Regions from separate parts of the Mus musculus genome. Here region 2 is linked to region 1. A link is a contact called in public HiChIP or PLAC-seq data. All regions are on one chromosome and are shown on one strand. Each heading gives the region's core, a stretch centred on a gene start, on an enhancer-like site or on the middle of the called end of the contact. The rest is flanking DNA. Distances are from core to core; before and after follow the strand shown.

Region 1 (3,571 bases), core at 747-3,246:
GGGAGGGACAAACACATCAGGAGAGAAGGCTTGGCCAGTATCCCCCTGCCACAGGCCTGATGAGTTCATAAGTGCTGGCTTCCAAGATGCTCCTTCTGGTACTCAGGCCCTAATGAAGTCCTCTCCTCTTGAAGTGACCTTTGTAGCTAAGAGGATATTGCAGAAATGATGGAACATGATGCCTAAAACAGGGTTATGAAAGACACAGTGGTCGTGCCATCTACAAGCAGAAGTGACCTGGCAAGGGGGCAGATCCTCCAGCCCTAGAGACTTTTGATGCCTGCAGCCTCCTGGGAGATCCTGAGCCAGAACCAGCCAGCTCAACTGCATCCTCACTCGTGACTCAGAGAAGAGCTACAGGTGATGATTTCATTGTTTTAAAACTACTAGCTTTGAGGCAATTTGTTGCCCAGAAATAGATAATGAATAACCTTCAGTCTCCTATCTAGGAAGCCTTAAGGGAGAGATCCCCAGGCAACAACCTCCCTCACTCCGGGAGCTCCATCCCCACCGTTCTGAAAACCAGAACTAGAAAGCAGGCCTAACAGTTTAAGAGTCCCACTGACAGGAGCATTACAGACCCCAGGGGATGTCTACAAACACCTAAACTCACACTAGCTCATTTAAGTCAGGCGCCACGGAATAGGAGCACAAACATGGGTATTATTTTAGGGTCATCTGTGAAAGCTAATTTCAAGCCAAGGCTTTAAATGTAGAGACACCAGGAGGCTCATGGTTTCAGAGGAGAAGGGTAACAGAGCTGAGGCCAGGTCATGGTCAAGGTCCCCTCTGATGTTGTCATTGTCTAGCTCCCAAAGTCCTCGGTAGCCCAGGTCTGGAATACACTTCAAGCAATGGGTATCCTTACATAGCACCACACTCATCCATGTCTTCTTAACCCTCTTCTACAGCCTCTTCCTCTGCAGGAATGGCCCCTAGACATAGGGCTGGAGTCTAACCGAACAAGCCTGGAAGCCCTTTGTCATCCCTAAAGTAGAAACAGCGATAACAATTGGCCTGGTCCGGCTCCTATATTCCCTAACAGAAGTATTCAGTGAGATCTACATCTACATGTAAAATTCAGCCTTGCTTTGTAGTGCATTTGACCCAAATTAACATCAAATTATAAAGACAGAGCTGAGGCTCACAGCTGGTTAACTCAAAGGTTTAACAGGCAGCTAAGATCCAGGCTGGGGAACCTAATGCAGGCAGGGAAGGAGTCAGTTCTGTTCCTAGATGGTGATGCTTAGAGATACTGATGAGGAGAATAACTCATGAGACTAAGGCTGGAGACTGTCCTCCCTACCAAAGATCTCCTGGCTGAGCCTGAGGCCCTGGGTCCCAGAAGCACTCACCTGACCTTCCATCCATGCCTGAAGAGTTGGGAACAGACATGTCAGCAGGAGTGGGGAGGACACATCCCACCTTCTCCTCGGAGTCTCCATGACTCTCATGAAGACAAGAGATACAGATAAGCCCTGTGCTATTCCTAGGGAGAACCTAGCCCCGCGCCTCCCTCCCACTGGATGACAGGATACCCTATGAGCAGCATCCCCACCCCTCCTCTCCACAGGAAAGGAGCCATCCAGTCAGTCAGACAACAGCCTTCGGGCCTCAGTCTCCACAGGCTGTGTTCCAGTGCATGTGGAGTCTGGGTGGACATAGGACACGAGGGGAGATGTGGTGAGCTTCTTGTTAAGCATATGGGCGTTCTAGGCCTAGGCTGGGCAGATCTAAAGTGACTAGATACAGCACACAAGTCTGAGGAAAACTATGACGAGCCAGCGCCAGGGAGAAGGGGCACTCGTTGAGCACGTTTTACTGAGTGTCACTCTGGCAGCCCTGGGCACCAGGACTACAGAAAAGCCAGAGCTGCCCCCTTAAGAACCTGACAAGTCAGAGCTTACAAGGGCCACAGAGAAAGGTCAGGGTGGAAGGCAGGGGCAGCACTGGCACAGAGGAAGTGAGCCTGCTGTGTGGCCCTCCCGGAACTCGCTGAGAGGCAGGATGTGGAGCCAAGGCAGGCCAGCATGACTTCAGTGACCAGTCATGACACTGCTGGGATAAACCCAGACTAATTCTTTGTTATCTATCTAGCTGATCCTTTTACTCCTTGTGATAAGTCTGGGGTGTGAGAAAGATAAAAACCTACCCAAGGCCAAATACCTAATGAAGGCCCCACTGGCTAAATGGTAGAGCCTGGACTCTGGCCCTGAGCCCTGTTCTCCTGCCAGGGTCATCACCCGAGATGGGTAAGCTTCTGCAGGTCACAGTCCCCAGCACACCCCCAAAACACAGTAGAACTGCACTGGGTATCACCTGGACAGACAAGGCACCACCTACCTCAAGAGGTCACCATTACCTGCAGACACAGGCCAACCCACCCCAGATGTGAGTCCTCCGGCCCAGGGCCAGATGCAATAGCGATCTATCCTTGGAGGATACTGAAAGATGGATACCTAGAACATGTAAGCTGGCAGGTGAGGGGTGGCTTCCCCACCAGCTGGCGCTGGGGAAAAGGAGACTAGCTCAGTCAGCACTTTCTGCTAAAACCACTTGCAAAAAATGAGGCTGTGAACACAACTCAGCCTCTCAGCTCCCTGCACCCTCAGTGGCCCTCGTGACTCTGCACAAAGCCCAACTGTACACGACTGCAGACCCAGGGAGGCGGGGGTCTCCAGCAAGCTTAGCCTCTCTCCTGAATCACAGAGCCTCCACTTCACCCCGCTGAAGACTGTGCTCCCTGCATGCAAAGAAACACTTCAGCCCCACAATGCAGAGCTGTCTAAGGCTTGCTGGATCTGGGGAGCATTTGCAAAGAGGGAGTCCTTGTCTTCAATAAACCCCTTGCCAGCAAAACTTTCACTCATCCCACTACAAATTACATAGCTGAGGTACATGATCACACACAGCATTTGCATTAACAGAATAACGCCCCCCAAATCCAACGAGAGATGAACAGCAGAGCAGACAGACTGCTGTTTGATTTTAATGTTCTGTACCAAGCCCTGCGCTAGGCTCTCCGTTCACCATATCCTCACACTCACAAGCACCCTGCCACCCATTGTACAAATGAGCAAACAGGTAAAGAGGGCTATGGAGACAGATGGAGGCCACCCAGGGTCAGACTCTGGTCTTTATTCAGGTCTCAGGCCCTCACCCTCACCACCCAACCCTGAGAAACAATCCCAAGGGTACTCCAGGCAAGCTGCCTCTCATTTTCTCTCTCCATGGACTAACCCTGCACACATTATCCCAGGCACTTGGGGCTGGGAGAGTCATCTCAAAGCCTGGCACAGTTGCACAGCCAAAACTAACCTGGGACCATCACTAGGAGGCCACCTGCCTCTTGGCCTGGGTGCCTGGCAGGGAGGGCCACAGAGCACTCTAGTCTCCCTGCCCCTGGAGCTAGCTTAGGCTTGCCAGGCAAACACCATGTTAGACTCAGTCTTTAGCCTCGGTCACTCCTTCATAAACAGGGTATGGGATATGGTAACGTTGCTTTGCCTGGCCAAATGGAAACCCCAAGACAGCTCATGACCCTCACTAAAAAGTCAGTCATCTCTCACTA
Region 2 (3,571 bases), core at 543-3,042, 770 kb before region 1:
CCATGACAGCCATCTTTCAATATCAGAGACTCAAAAAGAGTATAATTGTTAAATCCTAGGTCCCAAGAGTGAGTTTGTTTGTTTGTTTGTTTGTTTGTTTGTTTCGAGACAAGGTTTCTCTCCATAGTCCTGGCTGTCCTGGTCTCTGTAGACCAGGCTGGACTCTAAGTCACAGAGATTCACCTGCCTCTGCCTCCCAAGTGCTGGGGTTAAAGGTGTGCACCACCAACACCTTTTCAAACTCTCAGCCAAGTCTTGAGGAAAGTCCAAGATGGCTCTATGGGGACCCTATTGCAAAGGGGGCTCCACAACACCAAATCAAAAGGACATCTGATCTGGGCAAGACAGGTCAAGCCTTCCCACAGATACCAGCACCCAGAGCTCATCAGCTCACCATGGAAAGGGTGTCTCTGGGAGATAGGAGGAAGGAGCCTCCCACTGCACCCTTCCCTCCAAATCCTGACCCAGCAAGCACTGCCACCTATAATAATTTGATAAAATTTAACTTTCCGAGGACAGGCAGCCATGTGGGCCCAATGCCATCCCTACTGTTGGATAAACATGAGGTCAAAGATCAGTGACTGGCACAGGGAAGGTGGCTAATGGGGCGGTGGGGTGGGGTGCCTCACTACTCCCCCAGTCAAGCAGCTACTAGACAACAGGCCTTGGAGAGCTGAAACCCTGCTTAATGCCAGGAACAAATCAGCATTCATTCAACAAGTCTCTGGCACACTTAGTAGTCAAGAGCCCAAGCCTCTTTCCCAAACTGGAGGAGTGAGTGGCTGTACTTTTTTAACCCCACAGCCTCTTGGGCCACTCAAGGACCAGAAACTGTCACAGGACAAGTACAAATAAACAAGCTATATGAAGGAATTCGATCAGCCTATACAACCTCAGGAGAATGGAGAGTTGTGAAAACTAGAAATACTGGGCGGACGCTTTCAAACAATCTAAAGAATGATTATTTGAACTGTGAAATGAATCACAAGATTCATTTTCAATGAGTTTCTCCCAGGGTCAGTGACACAGGCCTATGATCTTAGCACTTAAGAAGCAGAAGCAGAATGATCAAGAGTTGAGGGCTAGCTTAAATTACATGAGAGACGTTGTCTCCAAAAACCAAGGGCTTGGCTGAGAGACGGTGACCTGAATTCAAACCCAGGAACACAACCTCCACACACTCAGCATAGCATGTTTACCTACACACACACACACACACACACACACACACACACACTCTACACACACAAATACACACACATACTCTCTCTCACACACACACTCTCACACACACACTCTCACACACACACACTCTCACACACACACTCACACACTAATTTTTAGGTTTTTGTTTTAAGGGTTAGGGGTGTAGAATGACTGAAGTAGAAACCATTAGAGCCTAGGTATGACTTCCTACCCCATTAAAAATAAAAACAACTTTAAAACAAAACAAAACAAAACAAAAACAAAAACAAAACAACCCCAGCTCACTGGGAATCAAAAAGAGGCTGGATATAGGTGAGTGGTAGATGACCTGCCAAGCATGGACAAGGCCCTGGTTCCACCCCCAGCGTGTGAGCATGAGCTCACAACCCTGATAAAATTATAGATCTGACCCTATACATACTGACATCAGCCTCAACCAGAGACACTATGTATACTAGAGCCACAGGCAATGCGCACTGCAGACTGAAACAGAGTATGTTCTGAGAGGTGTCAATCTGATGACGGATGCTGGGACAGACAGCTCTGCTGCTTAGTCATGCCTGGCCAGCACTTCCTCTAGTAACCTCACTCTCACTGCCCTGAGTGAAGTTCTGTGGTGGCCAAGCCCCAAAAGGGCCACTCACAGATGGCCTAGTGGCTACTCTCTGGAATGGACTTCAAAATGTATAAATCAGAGAACCAATGATTAAGAATTGTTAAATCTACTTTCTCTTAAAAAAAAAAAACAAAAACAAAAACAAAAAACTTCCCCCAATCACACCACACACACTGAGACCTCACTTGTATTTTACATCTTATACTTAAGATATTTTTTTGCAACTTTTTATTTATAATTACATAAGAAAACTGAGCCTCAAGTGGTGGTACACGCCCTTAATCCCAGTCCTCAAGAAAGCCCAGGATCTCTGTGAGTTCAAGGTCATCTTGCTCTACACACTGAGTTCCAGGATACAGTGAAACTCTGTCTTTACAAAAAGAAAAAAAAGAAAAAAAAATATCAAGAAATAAGGATAGATAAAATCTAATTATTAAAACCAAAACATGTCAATATAAGAACCTGTAACGACTTTAAATTAATGCATTAATTCTATCCTTAAAGACATTATGCAACATGAGAGGAAAAATTTACATGACTCACACTACCAAGCCCTACACCTAACTATGTTACCTTAGGCAAGAAACTTAACTTGGCAGATGGTGGTACCTCTTACAGGAAGCAACAACCTGTAAGACCCCGAGTCAAAGATAGCAAACTAACATTTTTAAAGGGTATTAAGTCATAAACAACAACATGAACTAACCAGTACCCCCAGAGCTCGTGCCTCTAGCTGCATATGTAGCAGAAGATGGCCTAGTCGGCCATCATTGGGAAGAGAGGCCCCTTGGTCTTGCAAACTTTATATGCCTCAGTACAGGGGAACGCCAGGGCCAAGAAGTGGGAGTGGGTGGGTTGGGGAGCAAGGCCTAGGGAGGGTATAGGGGACTTTCAGGATAGCATTTGAAATGTAAATAAAGAAAATATCTAATAAAAAATTGTTTAAAAAAGGACATATGCTAATGCATGCAAATGCAAAGTATTTTGAATAAAATTAACTTTGTAGGGGAAAATGGATTTCAAGAAGTCATAAATTGAGAAGTAACTGAGTCTTTAAAATAAAATATTGTTTCTCCAACATATACCAGCAAGATGGCTCAATGGGTAAAGGTGTTTACCACCAAGCTCATTGCAAACTCCAGGGTCTTACAGGCAGAAAAAAGCAGCCACTCTGCAAGTTACCTTCTGACCTCTGCATGTGCCAATGCACACCTCAGACAATAAATAACAAATAAACATTTAAAAAATGTTAAGCACCCTAAAATGCTAGGATATATGACAAACCTACCTTTCCCCACATTTCACTACATAATGTCTACAAGCCGTGGTTAAGGCTTTCTGCTTTTTCAATTCCCAAGTCACTCCTTATGTGAAAACTTTTTAAAAAAGAAATAATACATGGGGCTGGAGGAATTCTTCAGTGGCTAACAGCACTTGCTCTTGCAAGGGACCTGGGTTCAGTTCCTAGCACACATACGGCTGCTCTCAACCATCAATAATTCTACTTCCAGAGGATCCAATGCTCTCTTCTGGCTCCATGGGCACCAGGCACACAGGTTCTACATATACATACATACAAACATACATCCTTTTTTCTCTCTTAACTAGTGTTAGGGTGTTAAAGAGGTGGAAGAAAAGGGTGGAAAGGGTGGAAAAAAGACTCCCACAAAGTAAAAAACACCAACACATACAAAAAAATTAATTTAAATTTTATTAAAATCTGTTTTAACCAGCAGCAGCAACAGTGCT

What was found. HiChIP or PLAC-seq counts read pairs in DNA pulled down with a chosen protein or histone mark.
Region 2: a contact with region 1 is called in an H3K27ac HiChIP or PLAC-seq map of microglia, with 5 times the contacts expected there. The contact joins two enhancer-like sites. A contact is called at or near these places in 1 of 39 promoter capture datasets (erythroid cells) and 1 of 115 datasets of contacts at active chromatin or transcription factors (microglia).

The regions. Positions count from the first base shown.
Region 1 is chr2:131,501,171-131,504,741 of GRCm38.p6, reverse strand. The region is part of intron 1 of Smox (spermine oxidase); the gene reads right to left. Among named protein-coding and RNA genes, the nearest start is that of Gm30679, 11 kb to the right of the region's middle. Within about 2 kb of position 1,996, at least 63 of the 459 cell types and tissues checked have an H3K27ac peak or open chromatin away from gene starts, as enhancers often do. A contact at or near this core is called in microglia, where this site is marked.
Region 2 is chr2:132,267,587-132,271,157 of GRCm38.p6, reverse strand. The region is part of intron 1 of Cds2 (CDP-diacylglycerol synthase (phosphatidate cytidylyltransferase) 2); the gene reads right to left. It overlaps Gm46766 (a long non-coding RNA gene), which reads right to left. Exons shown (of 2, transcript XR_001783482.2): 2 at 2,054-3,571. Among named protein-coding and RNA genes, the nearest start is that of Gm46766, 5.9 kb to the right of the region's middle. Within about 2 kb of position 1,792, at least 136 of the 459 cell types and tissues checked have an H3K27ac peak or open chromatin away from gene starts, as enhancers often do. A contact at or near this core is called in microglia, where this site is marked.